Regions from separate parts of the Xenopus laevis genome. Here region 2 is linked to region 1. Evidence: chromatin contacts called from public Hi-C data. All regions are on one chromosome and are shown on one strand. Each heading gives the region's core, a stretch centred on a gene start, on an enhancer-like site or on the middle of the called end of the contact. The rest is flanking DNA. Distances are from core to core; before and after follow the strand shown. Region 1 has its middle 48 kb from the start of ier5.L. Region 2 holds the start of ier5.L (immediate early response 5 L homeolog).

What was found. Hi-C and Micro-C count contacts between places; a contact is called where the count stands out from the background.
Region 2: a Hi-C map of the XL177 cell line shows a contact between it and region 1, with 5 times the contacts expected there. The contact joins the promoter of ier5.L here to the enhancer-like site in region 1. A contact is called at or near these places in 2 of 4 Hi-C or Micro-C datasets (the XL177 cell line and the XTC cell line).

The regions. Positions count from the first base shown.
Region 1 is chr4L:96,527,228-96,534,076 of Xenopus_laevis_v10.1, reverse strand. No RefSeq gene overlaps it. Among protein-coding and RNA genes, the nearest start is that of ier5.L, 48 kb to the left of the region's middle. Within about 2 kb of position 4,161, at least 1 of the 7 cell types and tissues checked has an H3K27ac peak or open chromatin away from gene starts, as enhancers often do.
Region 2 is chr4L:96,576,647-96,583,222 of Xenopus_laevis_v10.1, reverse strand. ier5.L (immediate early response 5 L homeolog) reads left to right here and starts at 4,965. Exons shown (of 1, transcript NM_001091562.1): 1 at 4,965-6,576. The coding sequence starts at 5,053. The coding sequence ends at 5,910.

The DNA.
Region 1 (6,849 bases), core at 2,912-5,411:
TGGCCTTATGTTACCACAGTTTTGGAAAATACAGAAGATTCAGCCGAAAATCTGCTCGGTCAGCAAATATCTCTGCTCTTTCCGCTTCATAAATGTTGATTTTGGAAAGAAGGTAATGATCCCTCTCTATATTTAGATTATCTCCCTCCTCATATTATAAAGCGATTTCTTAACAAAACATTGAATCAACCCCAATGTTATACTCAGGCCCCACAGGTCACTGCTTTGAGAGCCCACGCGGACCCAGAGAAGAAGCAGATCATGTTGGATCTGGAAATAAGTTACATTTTAAATTCCTTTTATATTTTCCATTACACACTGTGAACTATTGCTTTTTTACACAATTGTCTTTTGTTACTTTTGCAGTTATAATACAGAAGTGAAGGTGGATATCGGATTTACTGAAGGAACCGCCATAGCTGGAGTGAAATCTGTGAAGGTAAGTGAACCAAACAATCTTATATCCTTGCACGAGTCACCCATTTCCCTTGCATACATGATAAATAAATAGAACTTTTTCTTTTGCAGCTGGAGGGAAACTTGAGAATTATTCTCGCACCATTAATGGAAGAAGTGCCCTTAGTTGGATCCCTTACCTTCTATTTCCCTCATCGACCGGTAAGTCAATTAATATTGGAGATGTTTAGTGCAGATAAAGGGAAACTACTTATATAATTAGGAAATAATTCATATTTTGTGACAATTACTTTGTTGTTTCACCAAATCACTTGTCCCAGCCTTTAACATCTAAATTTGATGTGAATGAGCTGCACTTCATAGAGCCCAAGGTAAGGTCTAGCTTTTCTTTTACAGCCTGTGTCCCCTTCTGCTTCCCTGTAGAGCAGGGGCCCCAAACTTTTTTACCCTATACCTATATTTTTTTAAATATGTTGGTGAAAAAAATGCTTTGCAATTGCAAACTTTTTTTTACATATACTGTGCATGTTCACAAAACCAGTTTTGTTTCAAACTTTGCAAAGGGAGTCAGTGAGGTCTGAAATCCATCATAAAGGACACAATCAATGAAAATCTTGGTTGCTAAAGTTTGCAATGGTCTTTGTGGAAGTTTTTCAAAACATATTGCATTCCAATAATTTAGAGCATCACTGTCTGTCTTCAGGACCACAATTAAAATAATGGGTACCAAACTTCTAGTTAACAGGACCCTCCCTTAGCCCATTGCCCGCCCAGGTGGGCTCTGCCATTTGGCAAAAGGCAACATTTATATGCAAAGATATCTGTTGCCCCTTCCCTGCTGCATATTTGTTCCGTTTTCCATAAAAGTGCTCAACTATAAGGGCCAATATCAGGTCTTGACTGAGAATTAAAATAGGCCCTAGCATTTCAGGTACACCCAGAGGCCCAATAAGCCCACACAGAATCCCAAACAGCCCCCACCAGCCCACTAAATTCTGATTTTCTATGGCACCTTATATGCCAGACCCTCTGGCATTAGCAGTCCTGGCCTGGCCAATATTGCGGAGAAAATGCTGTTAACGACAACCTTTAAGCCAATCTAACTGTATAGATAGGAAGCCTCCAATAGACTTCATTATAATCAAAAAATCCAAATTTGTTCAAATGATTTCCTTTTTGTATATAATAATAAAACAGTACCTTGTACTTAATCCCAACTAAGATATAAATAATCCTTACTGGAAGCAAACCCAGCCTATTGGGTTTATTTAAGGTTTACATTATTTTCTAGTAGACTTAAGGTATGAAGATCCAAATTACAGATCATCCGGAAAACCCCAGGTCCTTATTGGACGCAAAACCAGCCTATTGGGTTTATTTAATGTTTCCATGATTTTCTAATAGACTTAAGGTATGAAGATCCAAATTACGGAAAGAGCTGTTATCCGGAAAAACCCCAGGTCCCGAGCATTCTGGATAACAGGTCCCATACCTGTACTATACATTAATGCTTTGGCAGTGGATTCAGGCATTTTTGATCTGGCCTTGGCTGGGATTCACAATCAGCCCTGGCATTTAATTTACAGATAACCCCAAACAGCCCCCACCAGCCAACTAAATATTGACTGTCTATGGCATCTTATAGCAGCCCATCTGGCATTTGCCAGAATCCACAGATTGGCAGTCTTGGCCTGATTTTAATAGATAGACAGAACAAAGACAAGAGGGATCGTTTACAATGCAGCACTCAGTGTGCAAAGTACAATAAAGGTTGCAATCAGCCATTTATTTGCACACTGTGTTCTACATTGTATGAATTTCTGTAGGGCTCCATTTGCCTTCTTGAATAGAGCAATGCCAGAGCAATGCCAGTCTTCCAATATTAAAAGTTTCAACCATGTTTATGTGCACAACTCTGACTGCAGTCATACAGGAACCAAGTAGCACCTAGATCTTGCAACCCAATAATAGATTCCAACACACTGAGCTTTGGACTAAATACATTCTTATTCCCCACAGTCTGTTCCTGTGCTCCATCCTACACACGGTGGTACAATTAGAAATGACCAGACAAAACTGGTTAAGTGGATATTGTGTTACCAATAAGTGTAATCCCCGTGGCACTACTCTAATGAGTAGTAGGCACCGAGCCTTTCCCTATACTATCATAGAGTAGCTGGCATTTGTACAGTACCAACAGGTGGAGAGTAAAATAATGTCTATATATACGGAAACTGGTGTATGATAACAACCAACACCAGTGACTAGAAACAGTTATTCAGTGATCCTATTGCATGTCAGAAAAAGTCAGTAATAAAACATTTTGATGTAATGGTTATATCAGACCATGGTGTGGTTATTAAGATGTTGTGTGTGTGTGTGTGTATGACTTTCACATCATATAATATTTTCTCACGTACACTTCTGTACTGCAAACATCTAATTATAGAACTGGCCCTGCCAGTTTCTCAGCTGCAGTTCAGGATTTGCTTGGGGCCGTATGACTAAGCACATAGCAGTGCAGGGGTTATAAGCAGGGTTTGGAAAATTACTGCTCTTTGTTTTCAGGCAGGAATTAAAAATAACTAGCTACGGTTAAATAGAAAAAACCTTAAACTTGTGTTAGGGCTACAAAAACAAACATATTATCATGGGGGCAAGGTACCAAGGAAAAAAGCAAACCCAAAAAATCAGTGTTTTTTGCCCACAATGCAACTGTTCCCAAGAACTGCACATGTCACTGACAGATGCAACCTTTTGCAATCCCAGAATGGAGCACAAATAGTTGTATCTGCTTCTATATATAGTGCTGTTTATGTCTGTTGGCACTTCATACATTAGGGACGTACATTAGTGGAATGTTAGCATCCTCTGCCTTGTGACTCATTCATTATGCACAAAAGAAGAGTGAATAAGTACTGAGTAAAATATTACCCCCCACATACACACACACAAATATACAGCAGACTAAGGCTTTGTGCAGAACTCCATTTCAAGTTAAGTACCTTGCCTCAGTCTACAGCACCCCACAAGGTACCAGGGGCAGCAAAAAACTTTAGAAGCTGAAATTCTGGTTATCAAACTGGAAATTCTGCTCTTCTAGTTCAGCGAGTAAAATTGCGCCCCCTAGCCCTACTCCGGCAGGTTTGGCATTGTGAAAGCTGCCTCATGCAGCCTCGCGCTAGAATCTCCCCTGTCTATAGAAACTTAGATCTGAAAGATGAAATTTGCACAATTATGTCCTCTGAGTCTAAAGTCAGGTGCAATATTTGAGATTCTGGGGGGGCTAATATGATTGGCCTGATTTCTATTGGAAATGTCATACCAACTGAACATGCCTAGAAAAGCAAGCTAAATAAAGTTTAAAAGGTGCACTGATCTGCCACCACACAGGATATACAGCAGTCGCAACTAGGCACTGACCCAGTATTTAGTCATTATATGCGATAAGTATACAGTGTCAACAAGATAAAAGTCAATGTTTTTTATGATCCTTACTTAAAACGCTGACCCATAAACGTTGATCGGGGAATTTTCTTTTCTGTGAGTTAATGTGAAAGATGTCAGCTCATAACAGAGAATGCACCAAACTGTAACCCTGTAGACTGTGTAGACTGTTGGCCTGAGGCTAAGTGAATACCCAGCCTGCTTCTTGGAAGGTGAGGGATTTGGTTCAGGGCCACTTTTGGGACCTAAGGGTACCCCAGATCTTTCAAAAGTTGCAGTATAAAGCAGCCAGGGCCCTAAGCCCCTAACTCACATCCAGGCACTGTGGTATGTTGGTGCAATAATAGCTTTTGAGGTTTATAAACACTGGGCAAATTTGCACATGGGCAGTAGCCCATAGCAACCAATCACTGGCTTTTCTCAGGCAGCTGCAGGTTCAACAGTGAAAGCAGACATTTGATTGGCTGCCATGGGTTACTTCCCAGGTGTAAATTTAGCCATTGTTTTATAAATGAGCCCAAATGTCTTGCATTAAATGCAGTTCAGATCAGTCTAGGTGCTGTTGGAAAAATTACCTTCTGTATCTAGTTAAAAAATACCACTGCAACAATTCTGGTAACTGCAATCAGGACCGCCATCAGAAATCACAGGGCCCCATACGACAAAATTTCCTGGGCCCCCTGGGCTGCGCCCACCGCAAGCCCCACCTACAGGTCTGCTCTCCCCAACCCACAGGTCCGCCCCCCACCACACAGTAAAAAAACAAAAAAAATATTGGTGGCTAGGATTCCCACATATTAATAAAAAGATATTGGTGGTCAGGGCCCCCCATTAAAAAACATTTGTGGCCAGGGCCCCCCATTAAAAAATATTGGTGGCTAGGACCCCACAGGAGAAAAAAAAATGGTGGCCAGCCCCCCCCCCCACATTATAAGAAAATTGGTGGCCAGGGCCCCTTAAACATCCATGCCTTCCCGAAGTCAGCAGCTCTCACAAAGATGGGGGCCCGGCTAATCAAGTAAGTGTGGCATGGCCGGGCCCCCCTTACCCTTGGGGCCCCCTACAACTCTCCCCCCTGTCCCCCCTGATGGCTGCCCTGACTGCAATAACGTTTAAATGCAATATCTCCAAGACCAAAAAAATGCCCTACACAGACAGTGTTATCTTCCTTAGAAAAATCAATTTATATATAATTTGTCACCTTTAATAAACCTAATGTGAAGCCTCACATAGCTAAATGCTTTTGGACCCTGCTGAAAAATCTGGTGCAAGTCTGCCACATGAGGTTGTGTTAAATATAGTCTGGCTCATTAATCAACAGTTAACCAACAAGAGCAAACACAACAGTGTGCATGTACACCAGTACTACAATGCAATTAAAAGTTCATTGCATTGGATTTAAAATATGGCACAAGTTGCAGAAGGCAGCACTATCATGATTTTCAGTCAATTCAAACTGCATACCTGTCATTTAATCAGCTTATGTCACTTTATGGAGAGTGGTTCCACAACAGCAGGTCAAAGAACTGAAGTAGGGGCCCACACGTGTGAAACTTGAGGCAACTGTTCATTTACTGCTTTGGGTATAGCAAGTAAAACAAGAATAAGAATATTAAAACCATGTTTTACCATGTTTGTTATAGAGTCTGAGCATACATTTTATAAGATAACTATATTTTTAACAGATCTTACAAACCCTTTGATTCAGTGACTATCATGTAGTTTTATAGAGCTTCTTTACATATAGTAGGTTTTTGGGCTGTTACATGAGTGACATCTTCTGGATATCTTATATAATTACCAAAGCAGTCTTTCCTGCTATTTTGCCCAAATAAGACCTATCACTGACCATTGAACAGATCCGCAAAGTTAAAAATTCGTCATATGTGTTCTTTTTACTTTTACATGGTCCTCTCCCCCTCCAAGGGGGAGTCACAATTCACAGACTGATTACAATCTCCCTGGAGAGCAGCTGTAGCATATTGAGCAGCCACTACTGGCCCTGGGATTTCTTTCCACTCATCCTGCTCAGGGGTTAGACCAGGGCATTTGCAAATGGCATCTATCCCTAAGTTTTTTGGGCCAGGTTTGTATTTTTTTTACAATTAGAGTAAGCAGTTGCCCAACAATGCCCATAGCTTACAGCTTTGCGGTTGTTAAAATATAAATTAGAGAATTATCTAAACTGAGCTCCATAAAGATATCCATGTAACTCATTTTAAGGCTTATGTACAGCATAGTTCTTTTCAGTGGGACTAAGGCTCCAGTTGATATATGCAACTAGTTTCAGGACTCCAGGATGTTCCTACTGAAGGATGCCTCCCAAGCCTTCATAACTGGCATTTACATGCAAAACATTAGGTATCTGTAGGTTAACATAGGCAAGTAAAGGTGGTTCTGTAAAACTTTTCTTGCGTGGTAGGAAAGCTTCCTCACAAGCAGATGTCTACCTTGGGCTGAATAGTATTATGCTCTCATTATTTGAATTAATAGTTTTCCTTAAACAATTCATTTTAAGAAAGAACTATATAAGAATAAATAGCCTTCCACAAACCAACGGTAATAGTAGAGAGAGGTAAGAGTAGAGCTAAAAACAATAATATAATCTAGGTCAACTATGCATTGCTATGGAGTCAGGGCTCCAGCACTTTCTCCATAAGGTGCTGGAATGTGACTAAAGCTCCAGTTATTCTCTGGGGCATATGTGTAAACTGGTAAATAAAACCCAATGGGCAAATAAAAGCTATCCTTTCCTGATCATTTGCACTCATAGGGATTTGGAAATACCCCAATCTTAAAGGACAATGAAATCAAGATTATTTTCCAAACAAGCCTATTTAAAAAGCAACTGGTAGGGTGTCTTAAATAGATTAAATCGCCTGCATGTAGGAGCTCTAGTACTGTGTTTTCGCAAATCGTGCTGACTTTTATAAAAGCATTTACCCATAGTGCTGTGGCCTTTACCAAGACCAAGACCAAGATTCT
Region 2 (6,576 bases), core at 3,716-6,215, 48 kb before region 1:
AAAACAGATCTTAGTAACCCCGATACCTAGTTACGTTTATGTTGATGTGCGTCCAGCAGTCACAGTAGAGGCATTGATATGCACTTGCCTACGAATGTGACTAAAATATACATTTGCAGTAAATAAACACAGACGATGTGCATTTCTTTTCATAAACTGTCTTGGAAATTCCTTTCATTCAGCGATTGTACTATGCACAGTGTAAAACGAGACGTTCTATTGGATGATAATGCCCAGTGTCTGCGTATATGTATACACAACCTCATTACTTTCAATGATAAAGTGACACCTTCTATCTAAGTGTTAGCTTGATAACTGAGCCCCTCCTATTTCCATTTATTACTGTAGTTAATCCTGGCTACTAAAGTCACAATCTGAGGCAGAATGAGAACCATAAGACTCTAATCCCTCTCCATACACCAAGCCTTCATAAATGGGTTTCTGAGGCACAAACTCTGAAATGTATCATTCAGGACTCTACTGGACGCCCTACACTAGGCCTGCTGTTTACATTGTAATGTACCAGGGTTGGAAAGACTAGCAGCATATGGCAAAATCAATGTTGTTATTAAATATAAAAAAGTTAACCATTGTCCAGGGCCATATTTTCTACAGGCCCCCACAGATGCCAATACAGAAAGCAATAATGGCAATTTTGTTTTTCAAGATCCCAACCCAGGCTTGGACTGGCAATTTATGAGTTCTAGCGAATGCCAGAGGAGCTGCTGTAAGATGCCATAGATAGACAGTCACTGCGGAGTGGACTGGTTGGGCCTCTGTGTACTTGAAATGGCAGGGTCTATTTTGATGCCCAGACCTGTCCCAACCAGGCCTGGATTGGCAATCTGTAGGTTCTGGCAAATGCCAGAGGGGCTGCTGTATGATGCCATGGAATGTTGCTATTTAGTGGGCTGTTTGGGCCTCTATGTACTTGAAATGGCAGGCCCTTTTTTGACTCCCAGTCCGAACCTGGTCCCAACCCATCACAAAGTCTGAAGATAGAGTTGAGGGGGAATTGGGGGGGGGGGAGGTTACCAAATCAGCATGTGCTAACTGGGTAGAAGAAGGGGCATGCCCTGGGCAGTGTCAGGTGTTATTTACTTAGTACCTTTTGCTGCTTCTGTCTGTTAAAGAGAATAAAAAAAGAAAAGTCCACAATTACCACAGATTTCTTGAAGGGGTTGTTCACCTTCTAAACTCTTTTCAGTTCAGTTGTTTTCAGAAATAAAGCCCTTTTTCAATTACTATTCCATTATTTATTTCTTACTATTTTTCCAAAATCTAAGTTTAAAGTGGAATGTTCCTGTGTCTGGTGTTTGAGTCTGGCAGCTCAGTAATTCAGGTGCAGACTCTAAAAACTATTACAATTTTGCAACATTTAGTTGATACATTACTCAGCAGCATCTCTGGAGTATTAGCAACTATTGTATCAATTCTAAGGGTAAGGCCAGACGAGGAGATTCGGGGAAATTTTGTCGCCTGGCGACTTATCGCCACATCTTTTGCGCGACTATCTCCCCGAACTGCCTCAGCGTCTTTTCCCCATAGGCTACAGCGCAAAATCGCCTGCGCTTATTGCCTGAGGCAACTTTGGGCGACTATTGAAAACGCATCGCCGCGTGTGCATTAGCGCAGGCGATTTTGCCTGTAGCCTATGGGGAAAAGACGCTGAGGCATTTTGGGGAGATAGTCGTGCAAAAGACGTGGCGATAAGTCGCCAGGCGACAAAATCTCCCCGAATCTCCTTGTCTGGCCTTACCCTAACAGCTGTCTCTAATGAAACCCAGGGATTTTGCTCAGCAGGGACAAAGATAAGAAATGTATCAACTAAATGTATCAATTTAGAACAGTTTACATGGTCGGCACCCCCTCCCAGAGCTGCTTTAGAAGGTGAAAAAATACACTTAAGGGCTCTTACTGACGAGCGGTTGAAGCTGCGCGCCCCTGAGTTCTGTTTTTCTGCGTTCAGCCGCAGGGGAAGCTTTTTTCAATGGGGCTGTACTCACACAGGCGTAGGCACTGAACGCAGGAAAAATGCAGCATGTTGCGTCACAACCTGCGTTCGGCGCCTACACGCACCTGTGTGAGTACAGCCCCATTGAAAAAAGCTTAATGCGTCTATTCCAGCGCTCCCCTGCGGCAGAAAAATGGGACGTAGGGGAGCGCAGCTTCAACTGCTAGTCAGTAAGAGCCCTTACACTTTAATATTAGAAAAACGGTGACACATAGAAAATAGAAAGTCAATGGAAAAAGTCATTATTTCTGATGATCTATCTGAAAACAACTAGTTGCTTGAAGGTAAACAACCCCTTTAAATGACCAGTAAGTTAAACAGCATAATCATGTGAAAATGCTTTCTTTATCATTTTTGTGTAATTTCACCATCCATGGTGACTTCAAAATGTGTGAAGCTTGTACCTTGTATTAATGTTCCACACATCACACAGCCGGAGCATCTATAGACCCCTGGTCGTTCTGATTAAAAAATGTGGTGTGTTTATATATATAATGTACAATAAAAGCTATAGCATGTGGTAATTAGTGTATAATGGTAATATTTGGTAAGGGGTGTTCAGTGAGGCGCTTGCAAATATCCTGAATTTTGGCACAGAAACCCAAAAGTACGCATTTTCATGCCAAAATGTGCTGTGTGTGCACTGAAAACAGATGTTATGCCTGTGATTGCACACACAAGACAGGGTGGAAAGGAGATCAGCCTTTGCTCCCATGGCATATTTATGCCAGCAGAGCAAACGCAGTGTGACACCGCCCTTAGGGTTGGCTAGAAAGAGCATTTTCTCTGAGTGCTGAGCATCAAAGGGAACCTTTGTGGAAGAAAACACATGGACATAGAATGATTTTCAAAAAAAGAAAGATTTATTTAGCAGATTTCAAATATAGGAGAAAATGCCACAGTGCAATTGTATAATTATTAAGCACTGGGGGAAGGTGTGTGAATGCTGCATAATTATGCACATTAAACTTTAATTGACCCGTTTTGTAAACAACTATAATAATTAAACGTTTATCTGCTTTTCGTCTCCCTCTCTAATTCAAATTATAGTTTTACATTCATTTTGTAATCTTGTCAGCCAAGGAGGTCTCGTTTGTCACTTTCCAATCTTTTTGTCAAATTTCAATCATTAAATCCTGTATTGGAGCTGAATTTCTCAACATCTGAAGGACTAAGTGTTTGAAATGAATGCGTTATCGCTAATATCGCAGTGGTGGCCTTTTTTAATTAATGGCAGAGAAATGCTTGATGCATATCAGACTTCTCATTCACTGCAAAAAAAAAAAAAAAACAGCTAGTGTGGTCTTGAAGACTATAGGCCCACAAACAATTGGATTATTATTGCAGCCAAGCAACGTAGATGGCCGTGGCAACCTTACCTTACCAGTTCGCTAGGGCAACCATTGCCACACAGTCACCAAGATGCCCATGCCAACCTGACCGTGCCTACTTACCATAAAGTAACTTGTATGCTGTTGTGTCTGAGTACCAAATGTATAGAGTGCCAGAAGCCCCAAACTGCCATAGTGAAGAAAAAGAAATTCAGACTCACCCCTGCTCCCTTCATTTAGAATCCCAGAGGGACTGCAATGGATTCAATGTGCCTACACCATGCAGAGCTCCTCAAACTGCAGTTAGTCAAAATAGAAACAATCTACAGCAGCCAATTGTGGTTTTTAATGGACCAATAAACAAGAAATTATATCTTACTCTATGAGGAAGTCTGACAAAACAGTTATACCTAATATAAATTAACAATCAATGGTGGCCATTCATAGGCTGATAAAAGCTTCCGATCAGGTCTGGACTTAGTATCAAAATAGGCCCTGGCATTTCAAGTGCTCAAACATCCCCCCACCAGCCCAATAAATAGTGACTGTCTATAGCGACTTACATCAGCACTTCTGGCATTTGCCAGAACCCACAGATTGCCTCTCCAGGCCTGGTGCCAGCAGCTTATTGGACCGTGTCCCTCTGATGGGCTACCCTGACCGATATCCAGCAGGAAATAATCCAGATATGTATTGGACAGGTTTACAAATCATGTTCAAAGTTCAAGACAAGGACCACACTATGGCCGAAGGACTGGGTTAGCCCAATATTGTCCACCACCTCTGCAAATGATTTAATGTATGACCAGCTTTAAAACAGATATCATATCCAGTTCAACAATATCTCGCACAGCAAGTGAGTGTTAACCCCATACATCTCGCAACATTAGTCTCAACCCAAGCCCCCTATTTGTGGGCAAAAAAAAATAAAAGGACATGCGAACCTTGCTCTCACTGGCGTTTACTACGAAGCAACTATAAATAAAAATGTCTTTGCGAATTCCTTTCCGCAGAACTACAACTATCCGTATCCCCTCGGCTGCTGGGAACCGACTTCAGCTGGAATAGAAGCAAAAATAGCAACAGTGGGGAAGGCAGACACAAAGCAGCCATTCACTGACCTCACGGCCTATCACGTGACTGAGCCTGAACACTTACTGAAGCATTACATCAGCCTGGGAGCTGCCACCAAAACACTGTCTGAGTTAAAACGGCAATGCCTCAGTGACGTCACGTTTCCATACTCCTGTGACTATACACACGTAACTTAGCCAGGGCGATACATCAATAGTGAACTATTAATGGTCACATGGTACTAAACCAGGATATTGTATATGTGCTTAAAGCATCCACTGTAAACACTTTGATACAGAACACATTAACGTTAACATGGCAATGCCGCTTTAAGGAAATTCTCCGCGGGCCGCCTTTCGAATCCAGGCGGTTAATCCTGCGCTCACCGATTGGTAGTTGGAAATGTGTCGCACACAACGCTAGACAGCCGTGATCTGTGTTGGAGACCGCTCATTGTGATCTCCTGATTGGCTAATGGAAGAGTGACGTAACTCGTATATAAACTGACTGGGGGAAGGCGCCCGCGCTTAGTTGCTGTTGGTTTCTAGGTTGGTCGGGTCAGATAGCCTTGTGTCGAAGTTTAAATCACCCTCAAGGGAAACCGGAAGGTTGGAGAAACCTGCATTTTCGAAAATGCACCGGGAAGTGTTAGAACAACAACACGATCCTGGGACTGTGGAAACTCCGCCCGGACTCGGCTTTCGCCTTGAAGCTCACCGCATAGTGAGTATTTCGCTGGGAAAGATCTACCATTCCCGTGTGCAGCGCGGCGGCATCAAACTGCATAAGAACCTGATGGTGTCCCTGGTACTGCGCAGCGCCCAGCAGGTCTATCTGAGCCAAAGTCCGGAAGAGTTACAGCAGGAGTATTACCTGAGGCAGGCGGAGCTCCATAATCCCGGCCCACAGGACTGCAAGGAACCCGAGCCATGTCCCCTCACCGGAGAGACTCAGTGCCCCCCTACTGAGCAGACAGACGCCCGGACATGTTCCTGCCCAACTGCGAGTCGCTCTTGTAACCCAAACGACACAGAGAACCCTCGGGGGGTGCCGTGTTGCCAGGGACATGTGACCGAAAGCTGCCGGTCCCACTCGGCCTCCCTGCATGAACCAGATCTCTGCCCCAGCCACGAAGCAGAGCCCAGCAGCCCAGATTCCCCCAGTAGCTGCTGTCGGAAGAGAAGCGGAGGGAACCCGCCGGATGGGCCGGCCATGAAGCGAGCAAAGAGGGAGCAAGGAGAGCAGGAGGTGCCAGAGCCAGGGGACGAGGCGGAGGAACACATGGAGACAGAGAACGTTGCAAACCTCATCAGCATCTTCGGCACCAGTTTCTCGGGACTTCTGAGCAAAGAGCCTGGGACTGAGGCGGCTGAGGAGCCCGCGCAGGACGTGCAGGAGTTGGACTCTACGGGCCCAGCCGGACCAGGTTGCAGTGAAAGGGCGATCAGCCCAAGTATGAGCTCCTGGAGCACGGCCATAGAAGCCTTCTGAGCCAGCCCTCCTCGCAGGAACGTCCAGCCCGCGGCGCCCCTTGCACTAAGCAGACTGGCCGGGGTGTGTAGTTCAGCAGCAGCAGCTGGAGGGCCGCAGGTTGGAAACACCTGCTATAGACTGAACTGAGACTGAAGCTGGCGCAGAGCACAGTGTATGGATTGTTCTATATAAGACGGATCATGACTGACCTCCAGTTACTCTATGTCCTGATATGTCTGGATGCCTCTTCCTACATCTGCCTAATGTTGTGTTTGGATTGGTGGGTGCAGCTTGCTACATTGGTAAAGCACTTATAGCAGAGATCTTTCAACCAGTGCTTCTGCTGGACTACAACTTTTAGCACTGGCTCCCTAGAGAGGCTGGGAGTTGTAGTCCACAACAGCTATTCTTTTCCCCTGGTTGCAGATCCCTGACTTAAAGGGATGCCACGTGTACAATTTACTTAACCCATTTGTTGTCAGTGGAGACAGTGAAAGTTGCACACCATCTTACTAGGGACTTGGGCACTCCTGGAACAACCATGATTTTCTGTAAGTGTGGAATACATGCAGATCGCTGGATCTCGTGGCTTGTTTAGGGGTGTTCCAAGTCCCACCTGGCACTATAAGTGCATAAAGGTCAAGAATTAAATCAACACTAATTCAATGAAGCTATTTTATTGTA